2 separate regions of the Arabidopsis thaliana genome follow, and region 2 is linked to region 1. Evidence: chromatin contacts called from public capture Hi-C data. All regions are on one chromosome and are shown on one strand. Each heading gives the region's core, a stretch centred on a gene start, on an enhancer-like site or on the middle of the called end of the contact. The rest is flanking DNA. Distances are from core to core; before and after follow the strand shown. Region 1 holds the start of PFA-DSP4 (Phosphotyrosine protein phosphatases superfamily protein). Region 2 holds the start of AT4G04320 (malonyl-CoA decarboxylase family protein).

Region 1 (6,193 bases), core at 1,742-4,241:
GGCGATTACGCTCTTGATTTTGAAGATGTGTTAGCAACTTAGCATCATCATTACTCTTTCACTATATATGAAAAAAAATCTTGAATTACTTTTGATCTCTGATAATGAATGATACTCCAAATTCCAATAAGAGAAAACATAGACACCGTGATTAAATTTCGTACGTAACACTCGTGAATCTCTAGGCACACACCACCTCACTGAACTCACGTGCAACCGGACTAATTTGAGCCGTAGGATTCAGTAATCAATAAATGTCGAGGATCTCGATGATCGGACGGTTACAAAGAGGACACGATCCTCGATTAAGCCACACCTCTCGAGAACACACTCTGCAAAAAGTATGTCCACATGGGATAAACGCTGCTCCTTTCTTCCTTCCCATGCACACGCAACACACCGAATCATTATTAACTCCTCTAACCGTCGACGACGCCGACGCCGTTACTCTCTCCGTTTCATTCTCTTCAACGACGACTCTCTCCGCCGTTTCTTCGAGCAATCTCATTAACGACACTTTTAACGGCGTTAAACTCCCTGATGCTTCCGTTTCCTCCGTTCGGTAATTTCTCTCCGCTGCTAACGCCGTTGCGAGATTCATACCTTGATTTAACGGACCCGTTACATGATCCGACCCGGAAACAAGCCGGTTTTCAAATGGCTCGTCGTCGTCTTCGCCAGTGTTACTTGTTAACCGGAGACCCCAAGTTGGTCCACAGCATCCAATTCGTTTGAATCCTAGCCGTTCTTTAAGAGTTCGTTTCCTTCTCCTACTTCGATCGAGACCGTCCATTTGGAGTCGGAGCAAATCGAGAAATGTCGTTGACTGTGGCGTCTCCGGCTGGGCTTGACTAGTTTCAACACCGAGTTGACTCATTGTCGACTCAGCTACAGACGCTTTAAAAGAAGAGAGGATTACGAGAAAAATAAACAAGAAAGGATTCTGAAGAAAATTTCCGCCATTGAAGAGAGTGTGAAGTGTTTTGGAATTCGTGTATTGCTTTGGGTTTTAAAGCTTTTTTCGGTTACGTCCGAATTACGATTGAAGTCATTATTATATTATTCTCTCTTTAAATTGAAAAACACGAATTAATACCAAACGTTTCACTTTTAATTTGAAGTCTTCTTGTATTAATTTTTGCTATGATTGAGTTCTGAAAAACTGATACTATGTAATTTGGTAATTCGTTTTTAGATTGAACATTACCAAGTTGGATACACTTGAATACAAAAAATAACAATATAGTACCAACATTTATGACAAACTTGTTCTACATGATAGCATTTAAAAGGATTAAAGGAGTGTCTCTTATTTTTCTACAACCATCCGATCCAATTTTTATTTATTTGATTTGGAATAAACGGACTTTTATTGAAAGATCAAAATCTCCCATTTTCATCTAGCTTCAAAACTACAAGTTGCATTCAACACAAAGTTATACATTTTTTTCTTCAGTAATCAATAGTATTAGTATACCTCTTGGAGCATGAGAAGGAAAGTGGTGTATGCTTTAGATTGGAGATGTCAAAGAGCTCCATGAATCTCTGGTCTGAGATTCTAGCTTTCGCAGCTGCGAATCTTTGGTACTCGTCGAAGATAGAAGACAAACACCATCTTTGAATCTTCCTCACACAACCTACAAGACATCCCGTCCGATGCTGCAACGGATAGAGAGACAAGATATAAGGATTACTTCGATCATATCGTGACTAGGGTTAAGCAGATGAGAGATGTCTCAGTTTACCTTTCCACTTTTGCAATGAATCAAGACAGGATGATTCTCTGTATCTGGTTAATAAGGCAAGATAAGAGTCAAGGATTAGATGGTTTTGAATCTTTTGATAATCTAAACAATTACATTTCTCGATGAAAATAGGTTATAGAGAGACAAGAGAGGGTACCTAGAAGTACTTGTAAGGCTTCTCGGATTACCTCGTCAGGGATATTAACAAATGGTTCCTTAAAACACAAAGAGAACAATCAACTTATCAGTCCACAAGCACAGAATATGTTACATTCATCATCTTTGCATAGCTCTATCTAATCAAATGCTAAACAAGAAGATTAAACACAAGTTTTTACAGAAGCAACAACCTAGAATAAGCTTATGAAGTTATGATCCATTCTTATGAGATTCAGACTCATCATTCCACCAATATGAGATATTGAAACAATCATAGATAACCACAGACTATGAAACTAAGAAGAGGTGATTCAAAGCTTCAAAAACATCGATAACGAGAGTAAGAAAAAGTAAATAATTAGTATCACCACCAATCTCACCTTGCATCTTTCAATTCCAAATTGAAAAACTTGGATCCCATTTGATTTTGCAAACTCTCTATTCACCTCTGGATATGCCTCAGGACACAAATATCTATAGATCACAATACACATTCAAAACAATAATCATAGATTAGAGACTAATTCTTTTGACCATTTCACATTTCACTATAACAGAAACATTCTATAAAACCCTAGCTATAATTATATCTCCATATCAACTAAATCAGCGACTATTTGCGATACAGGACGACGAAGCTGACCTAATTAAGGACTAAGAGAATGAGATTAAGAGAAATTACATGATGGATTTGAGACGCAAAGACTGGAGAAAGCTGAAACTGACGGGTTCAGGAAAACCAGAACGGAAAATTCCATTATCGACCATAGCGAAGTTAAGAGGTGGCACGAAAAGCTCACCGCCGCCTCTCTCCTCCATCGAGTTCTCCGATTGTGGTACCGTGTGAACATCGCCGGCGTAACTCTCTAACGTCATGATTGTATTGAGCGCCAAAAAGGGAAAGGAAGAGAGCTTTCGATGAGAAAATGTCGAGAAAAATTGAGAAGAAGATTCAGAAGTTTTGGGGAATATTAAAAGGTATCCAGAAGAATATTCTTCTCTCCACTATTTTACTAAGATCAGACCCGTGTTACAGCACGGAGGAATATATGTGTTTCTGTATGATGTATGATGTGTATTAGAACGTGCTTAGATAGTTTTAAAACGTAACATATTTAGGGGTTAACTTAAGTAATGAGATTAATTATTAGAATATTTTCTAAAATATTGGAATTAAATTGTTTTTTTTGTTTAAAATATTTTTTTCATGTGTTAAAAATAAAATAAATACAAAATATTCTTTAAAAAAATTTCTAGCGATTTTACAAAAGTCTATCATTTAGTTATACCAGATTTATTCTTATTCAGTAGAATTTTTTAAATACGACAGATTTTTTATATCATACTTTTTTGGTTGACAGATTTCTTAGAAGATAGTGATAACAAATTTATAAATTATCTACATATACAATTTTGGGAAAGATTTGTGTCGAAAAATTCTTTTTCAATTTCGATATTGTATGTTTAGTCCCTATAAAATCAATCAGACAAGATTGTCTGCGTTAGGACAATGACCAAATTTTTGATGAACTATTCACGTTTTGCACTAATTAATTACCTAAACAAAAATATTATTTTGCACTACCCTCATAAATTGCACACATTAATCCCTTAAATCTCTACTAATTCAATATTACACGAAATAATATTTCTTAAAAATCCGAACAACCAAATAACTAACCATATCTTTACTTACTTCATTCCAAAATCTCTAAATATTTACTACACTCTTACCAAATATTCGTATTTCGATATCACATTTCTATAAGTTAAACGATTATTAATCATGCATTAATTCCATAAACCTTAAAAGAACCCTCTATTTATCATATAATCTTACATATGGTATAGTCAATATATTTTTACACATTCTACAAATCATCATCAATTCAAAATTCCAATATATCACCTCGCAAATTAAATTTCGCCAACTATAATATTATTCAAATTGTTATTGATTATTGCCTTCCAAAAAATTTATCCGATCGAATCATATATTCTCTCCACTCCTCATTCATAGCAATTATGTATCCTGATTTACGTATATCACCTTAACTACAAAATCTTTTACTATTTGCTTGCCAGTCAAGATATAATCTAAATCCCGCAATATTCCATCTTATAAACCACCCAAATCTTTCTGTTTTACATGTACAAGCGTAAAAATAAGGGTAAATACATTTACCATATCTCGACAGTTTGATTCAGAATCAAATCAAAATCTAAATACGGCATTTTGATTATTATTTTGCACTTATGATACTCAAGCATATTCCTATTCTAAACCATTCAGAATCATTCTGTTTTCAAAGAAATTACGATTGGGACTATGTAGAGGATAAAATATGATTTGATTCAAAATCTGCCAGATTTAACATTCATTTGTTTTAATATGTTTTTGGTATCACATATATTCTCCTATATTTTTCTTAATTAATTCCAACAACAATAGGCAATCTTAGTCAATCTTTAATAAACGTAATTAATTCTTTTGCTAATCACAATTTATGATTTCCTTAACGTCTTGCCATCTTAATCGTCTCTATCAAAATTATTTCCTAAAATCTCTCCATATTAACTCCACGATTTCTTCCAAACAAATCATATCCATTTTTGAAATTCATACATTGCAATATATCCCTACAAAACAGATTTTAAGAAACTAACTAATGTTTCTTCTCCATAAAAATCAATTCCGTTTTTTACTAAAATCAAGTAATAACTCACCAATTCGGATTTCATATTTTATCCTCTACATAATCTACACAAAAACCATTTAAAGAAACATAATAATGCCGCATAAAAAATTAAAAACGCATAACAATAGTATATTCCTCAAAATCTATCGAATTCATAGATTTTCTTCCAAATATCTTGCTTCAGGGAATATTTTCTATTTAATAGATGCGGGTTAGTAACCTATTAGTTGTCCCTATAAATACTATGCACCACCACGCCATTTACCATCACCCAACACAAAGGTATGAAATATTTTAGCGTTTACAGACACCTTATTTCTTTTAGTTTTCGTTTTGATTATTTGTTTCATTCTCTAGCTAAAACTCGAAATATTTTTCTATTTTTTTAGTTTTTCCAATTATTGTTAGAAATAAATGCTGATTTCTGCCACGTCTAAAGTTTGTGTTGTTTGGATTTTGGCAGAAGAGGAGAACATATATGATCGTGACCTGGCTAATCAAAAGATTCAGAAATATGGCTTCTGTCTTACTAAAAGCAATAGACACAGTAAAAAAGATATCATCTATCCGACTATTTTCACAGATGTCTTAGATGTGAAAAAATTCATGTTTGGATTCTTAAAGATATTTTGTTGAGAACCAATAATAATCATATTGATCTTACATTTATTGATTGTGAAATTAAATTTACAGAAAATACTAATATAATATCAAAAGTAAATAGATATAAAAAATAATATGATAAATTCAAAATATAACTTGATTATTTATATTAACAATCAAATTACAGTTATACAATTTTAAAGTACTAAAAATAAACAATATTAACAAAACTAATACAACTTAAAATTTTCATTTTTTAGTTATAAAGTATCCTTCCAAAATGTATAATATATTTAAATTAAAAAATATATTAACATATATTTATAAAACATGCTAAAAACAAAATAAAAAAACTATTGAATACAATTATAAACCCGTAGTGTACCACATGTCAATTATAAGAATGATCATAAATTCTTACATAAATTTTGTAAGAATGATCATAAATTGTGTTCATTTTGGAAGAGATGGTTTCAGTTTAACTAAGTAATAAAAATCAAGTTTTATTACATAAAAGGTAAAATTATAACACATGTAAGTAAATGAACAATACAAGCCTAAATTATAATTTCATGTATAGTATCACGTGTTTAAAATTACAGTCAATGATAATCTACAGTTACAATCCAAAAATTAAATTTCATACCAATTGAATCATATGGGTTTACATGTAATAAACTAATATTGTTATTTACAAAAGAATTCATGCTTATAATCATGTAATCATAAAATTAGTACAAACACACGATGTATATAAATTGAATATTTACAAAACCAGACCGAAACATACAAATATAATCGCCCATGTCAATAGATATAAATATATAGTTGAAAATGCAAACTAACTATAATGATTTAACTGTCAATTATATTACAATAAAACCATCATATTACGATTAAACGCAAATACTCAACCCGCGGTGTACCGCGGGTCCGTATCCAGTAACATATTTAATTTGATGGACAAATTTTTAGTTTTTTCAACCA
Region 2 (5,766 bases), core at 427-2,926, 230 kb before region 1:
CCAAAGCATCGACGGCCTATTCCCAATCTTCTTTTAAGATCCAAGAGGTTGCTGATTGGATGCACCGCCTTATAAATAATGCGTTATTAGACAAAACTTTTAACATTCTGAAATAGCTGAGATTACTATAATGGAGACTAGTACTGCATACCTCATATGCAACAATTTTCTCAAGCAATGAAGCAGGATCATCCCAAGTAATTTGATGAAGCTCTAAAGTGGCAGGACTAAGCCACATACCGAGTTTCTCCTTCAGAAAAGAATCTAATGTTCGCAAAGACGGCGTGTTCTCTTTTCTATACATTAGAAACAACCATCAGTGTCAGATACAACCGGAAATGTTTTACCAACTGATTCGAAACTATCTTCAAATATTTGAGTTTCCAGTCACATAACAAGAGGACAAGAAACATTACGAGAGTATCGACAGAAGATCAGCTCGGAGGATGGACAAAAATCTCAACCCTCCAGGATGTGTATTCAACCTCTCAAATAAAACTTCATATGTTGGCCTAAGAGCATGCCTCAGATTCCTCTCAATGCGATAGAAAACAGAAGATAAAGCCCCCTTATCATCATCACCTAAAGAAAAGTACTCGCCCATCAATGGAGAATGTAACGAAGAATCACACAAGAAAAAACAAGAATGGCACAAGAATGACTCTCACTAGCTGGAGTTTCAAGTCCAAGATATTGCTTAACAAGTTCTCGGACTTGCTCTCGGTTAACATCATACTCCTTGGCTAAAACAAGCAGTAACTTCTCGCGGTCTTCAAGCGAAAGGCTAAAGTAACCCTATAAGCATTTTTAACCATATATGTAATCAGATTGAAAAGGTTAAACACATCAAAGATCAGAATCAAGAAACAACAATGTGAAGATAGTTTTACCTCTTGAAAATCATTAAGAGTAATGTCTAATACACCAGTTTTACTAGCTGAGATAGCTGAGTGCATTGTCTCTCGAACAACATCATAAACCCTAAAACAAAAACCAAACTCACTACTGCAAAGATCAATGGTGCTAAATCAATATCTACAATGAGAAATTACCTTCCAGTGGTACCAAAATCATTAGAATTTTGCACAATGTGATCTCTAGAATGATTCTCTTGAGGATTAGATTGAATTTCCTTCTGACAACAAAGTCAACAAACCATTATTATAGAGTCAAATTAGCCTTATTATATTCTTATCTTCTTAAAAACATTCAAGCTCCGATTAAAGCCATAGCCAATTTCTCACTCTCTCTCTCTCTTTTTCATCAAAAGATGTAAACTTTTCATTGCCCATGATTACAAATTGTGTGAATTTGGACAGAATCGCAAAATTATCCAAAAAATTCAAACAGAGAAAAAGAAAAGCTTACAGGAAATTGAGAGAGGGAAAATTTGGAGGGATTGTTGGATCTCATTCTAGCACGCAACAGAATCGCTAGATTTTTCTTGCTCATATCTGTTTCATTATGATCATCATCATCACGGTTAAAATTTCATCGGAGAAAAAAAGGAACTCAGGAAGAAGAAAAAAGCGATTTCGCAATCAGACATGACAGGAACCTTAAAATCTGGCCGTTCAAGTATCGGAAAAAAAAATCGAGACTTTGTATTCCCTTTTCAACGGATAGCGTAAAGGCACTGGCTTTTAAAACGGCGTCGGTTTTACTTTACCTGTCGCTTCACTTGCCACAAAAATTTGAATAAATGGCAGGAATGTCACTTTCTCCAAAATAATAATCACGAATGCCACTTATTCTTTATAATTTTATTTTTTTTTATAATTAAAACTGATGTAAATATCCAAATAACTTTTTAAAAAATTAAAATATACAGATCCAACTAAAATAATCCGACCCAAGTACAATAAAATAATTAACTTGGCCCAAATAATACTATATTTTTAATATGTAAAGTAACAGTTTTATCCAAATTTAAAAGCATTATTCTTAATAAATAAAAACAGGATTCATATTTAGAAGAAAAAAATTAAAATTAAATAAATTTTGAAATATAAGTAATAGATTTTTTTTTAAAAATCTCTATTGATAAATTCGAAATGTATGTATTATTCGAAATATGTTTTAGTTGTTGATAACATTTTTAATTATTTTTGAAATAAATATAGTTTATTTATCTATTTATATTAAAATTTAACAATTTAATATCTAAATATATTTTAAAGTTTATCACTTAATAAATATAGTTTATATATATTATTTTAAAGTTTATCACTTAATACATATAGTTTGAAATAAATATAGTTTTGAAATAAATATAGTTTATATATATTATTTTGGACAAAATTTTGTTTAAAATATTTAAGATAAGAATTATCTTTTAAATTATAGTTAAATCAAATATTAACTTATGGATTTTTTCTGTTTAAAGTTTTAATTATATTAAATTATAATGAGGTTATTTTATTAATTTTATATATAAAGTAGGATATAGTATTTTTCAAATAAAAACTCATAAAAAAGGCATTTTCCAAATTTACTCATATCATACGCCCGAAAAATCGATTGGAACTTATTCAATTGAACAATTTGAACTATATAAGTTGAACTCGTTCGATTGAACCAGATGAACTAGATCAGTTGAACTATTTGAACTAGATCAGTTGAACCATTTGAACTAGATCAATTGAACCAATTTCAGTTATACCATTTTATTATGCAACAATGGATTGGTTTGGGGAGCAACGCGATTCAGTTACTACATTGTACTGACTACCATTGCAAATATCTAAACAGCCATTTTTGTTTCGTTCATTCACTTTCTTCAATCGAGATCTATAGACAGAGTAGAACAAACAAAGCGCTTGTAAAGAAAAGAAGACGTTGCGACGGAAGAAAAAGCGACCGATGAAATATATGAGTCGACCGGAGATGGTATCTCTAAAGGAGGAACGTTTCCAGAGTGGACAAAGTAAATATCGAGATATCGATCTAGATTTCGATCCAACAATATCGATGGAGGAAGACACATCACCTGAGAATCGACGGCTGCCGAAATGGATGAGCCGACCAGAGATGGTTTTTCCCGAGTCGACAGAGCCAATTGAATTTATACACCAAAAAATGGTTAAAAAAAAAAAAAAACTGGTTTCCATCAACCAGAGAAAAGCGTCGTAAGAGGAAGAACAAGACTATGCCTGGGATACACTTGAACAATTTGTTGCACATGAAAAAATTAATTCATGTATTTTGAATTTGTATTTCTCGGATTTGTATGAACAATTCAACTAGTTCAACTTATTGGATTAGATTAAAAACATATATGTATTTGTGTTCGTGGTACTTTTTAATTTATTTAGTTGAGCTAGTTCAAATGTCTTTCTTTGGTTTTCGTGGTAACATTTAATATAATTAGTTCAACTAGTTCAACTAAATAACGTTAAAATGATTAAATTTGTAAAATTGATAATTTATTATACATGTAAAATTATATACGAATATCCCAAATTATAAATAAATAATTTTAGATCAATGCAATAAAATTTAATATTTTCTAAAATCCAATTTTGTTTTCATATAAAACACCCCTTCTAATATAAGAAACATTTAGTCTATGAGCACCTTATATGAAGTAAAATAGGTAAAAAACCAAGTTTTCACCGATGTCATATTATGAAAACTTTGGAAATACAAAATAATAGAGAAAAAGTGTGCGTTCAACTTATAATTAATTATTTACCTTCTAATTCAACTGTAAATTATGAAAATTGTGGAAAGTTCAACTATGAATACGATGGTACAACGGTATAACTACGAGTATCTTCTACCGCAAAAAGATAAAATATTTTTTAGTGGGGTCCATATGTTGAGTAAATACAGTCACTAAATTAAATCCAACGTTTTTGTAGGGTTTATATATAGAATATTTATGTTTTTCTTATTTTTATTTTATTTTTGAAATTAAATAAAAAATTATTCATTAAGGGTAAAATAGGAATAACACATATAAAGTGGCATACAGATCAAAAAGTGGCATGCCGGATTCAAATTTCTGGTTCAGTGACATTCTTGACTGGGACTCCAAAAATATATTATGAGGATAATTCCAATAAGGTTTCTCCACATCTATAATTGAGAATAGGACTGGGCACATTACCCATACCCGATCCCCGAACCCGAACCCGACCCGAATTAAGGGGTTCAGTACGGGTATGGATTCTATTAATAACCCGATCGGTTTATAGATTTCATGTCTTTGGTTACCCGTACCCAATCGGTTATTACCCGATAATCGAACCCCATCCGAACTAACCCGAACATATATAAGCATTTCTGAGACTTAGAACCCTAATTCACTTTCCTTTCTTCGATTTCTCCACTACTCAGCGGCGATCTCCGAAATTTGCGAGCCATGATTCACAAATCCTATATATATATATATACCCCCACTAAGCAAACTAGAAACCCTTATTAGCAATTTTGCAGCGTCTCCTCCATCAGAGAACTCGAAGTATCATTCACAGGTACTAAAGTCTTCCTCTTCTTCGTAATTTTTTCATTATCTTTGTATGATCATTAGTTGTATGATATTCTGTATTTTGTAATGTTTGTTGCTAGTTGTCGATTTTCTGTATAATGTTTATTGACCTTGAAATAAGGCTAATGGTATTTTGACATAGTATATGGCTTCATGTGGAGTTTGATGCTACTTGGTAGATGTCGTGTTTCTTGAAACTAGTTGGTGGCTTCTTCTTTACTCTTTCGTAACTAGTTAATGTTGCTATGTTTGTCTGATATTTAAAAATTTATGTTTCTATGTTTGTTATTTTGTTAGATTTCGTCTTTCTATGTTAATGACTTCTTTTTAGTCTCTGTAATTGTTTATATGCTTGCCTTTGTTACACATAGTTTGTCTCATGATTGTTTTTGTCTAATCACTTGATTGATGTTCTGTATTTTTATATGTATGTTGCTAGATGTCGTTATTGTCTTTGTCTAATAATAGATGGCTTGTTAGATGACTTATTATCATTTGACTGTATTTCACATAGTGGAGTTTGTTGTGGCAATAATTCAACGTAGATAATTTGAAAGAATAAGTAGATATTTTGTAACTAGATTCAAGTTTATGCCTTCATGTGGAGTTTGTTTCTAGATGTCGTGCTTTTTTTATTTGGAAATAGGTTCTGGATTTTTTTTTAACGCTTTAGTAACTTGTTTATGTTTCTATATGTGTCTGATCAGTATTCTTAATTTATTTGTAATGTTTCTTCGTATTTTTGATACTTTGAATCTCTGATCATTAGTCTTTGTAATGTTATCCGAGAGAAAACAAAGATAATAATCAATTTATTATATTCTTCTTATTTGTAGATGGATTCATCATCATCATTACCAGCTGAAGATAACAGAGATTTTGATGATGAAGAAGAGTATATGACTCCTGATTTGGGTCAAAGGGGTAAAAGGAAGCAAACACCTGAAGCTGGAGATTCGTCTGAACAAACTAAGCCTAAGAAGATACTTCCCTCAAGATCAGATGTGTAGAATCATTTCAAAAGACGATTGCCCATCCGTGACGAGAGTAATTGTCACTATTGCAAAAAGGAGCTTTCATATCCAACAAATTCAGGGACTAAAAACTTGTGGAATCATCTTGAGATTTGTAAGGAATACAAAGCATGGAAAGATGGTCAAGATCCGAAAGAGGGTCAACAAGTTATTAACAAGAAAGGAAATCTTCAAGTTACAAAAGTTTCTGAGAATGTTTTTCAGAGAAGCAGTGAATGAGATGCTTGTGATAGGAGAGTT

The links. Capture Hi-C pulls out chosen DNA fragments and counts their contacts.
Region 2: a contact with region 1 is called in a capture Hi-C map of seedling, with 2.9 times the contacts expected there. The contact joins the promoter of AT4G04320 here to the promoter of PFA-DSP4 in region 1. A contact is called at or near these places in 1 of 26 Hi-C or Micro-C datasets (root) and 1 of 3 other capture datasets (seedling).

The regions. Positions count from the first base shown.
Region 1 is chr4:1,884,260-1,890,452 of TAIR10.1, reverse strand. PFA-DSP4 (Phosphotyrosine protein phosphatases superfamily protein) reads right to left here and starts at 2,991. Exons shown (of 5, transcript NM_116634.4): 1 at 2,587-2,991; 2 at 2,285-2,378; 3 at 1,903-1,960; 4 at 1,746-1,789; 5 at 1,198-1,659. The coding sequence starts at 2,780. The coding sequence ends at 1,453. It overlaps AT4G03965 (RING/U-box superfamily protein), which reads right to left and starts at 1,093. Exons shown (of 1, transcript NM_148213.4): 1 at 41-1,093. The coding sequence starts at 877. The coding sequence ends at 248.
Region 2 is chr4:2,109,251-2,115,016 of TAIR10.1, reverse strand. It overlaps AT4G04320 (malonyl-CoA decarboxylase family protein), which reads right to left and starts at 1,676. Exons shown (of 15, transcript NM_116670.5): 1 at 1,369-1,676; 2 at 1,053-1,135; 3 at 891-981; 4 at 669-795; 5 at 417-582; 6 at 152-296; 7 at 1-68. The coding sequence starts at 1,452. It also overlaps the pseudogene AT4G04316.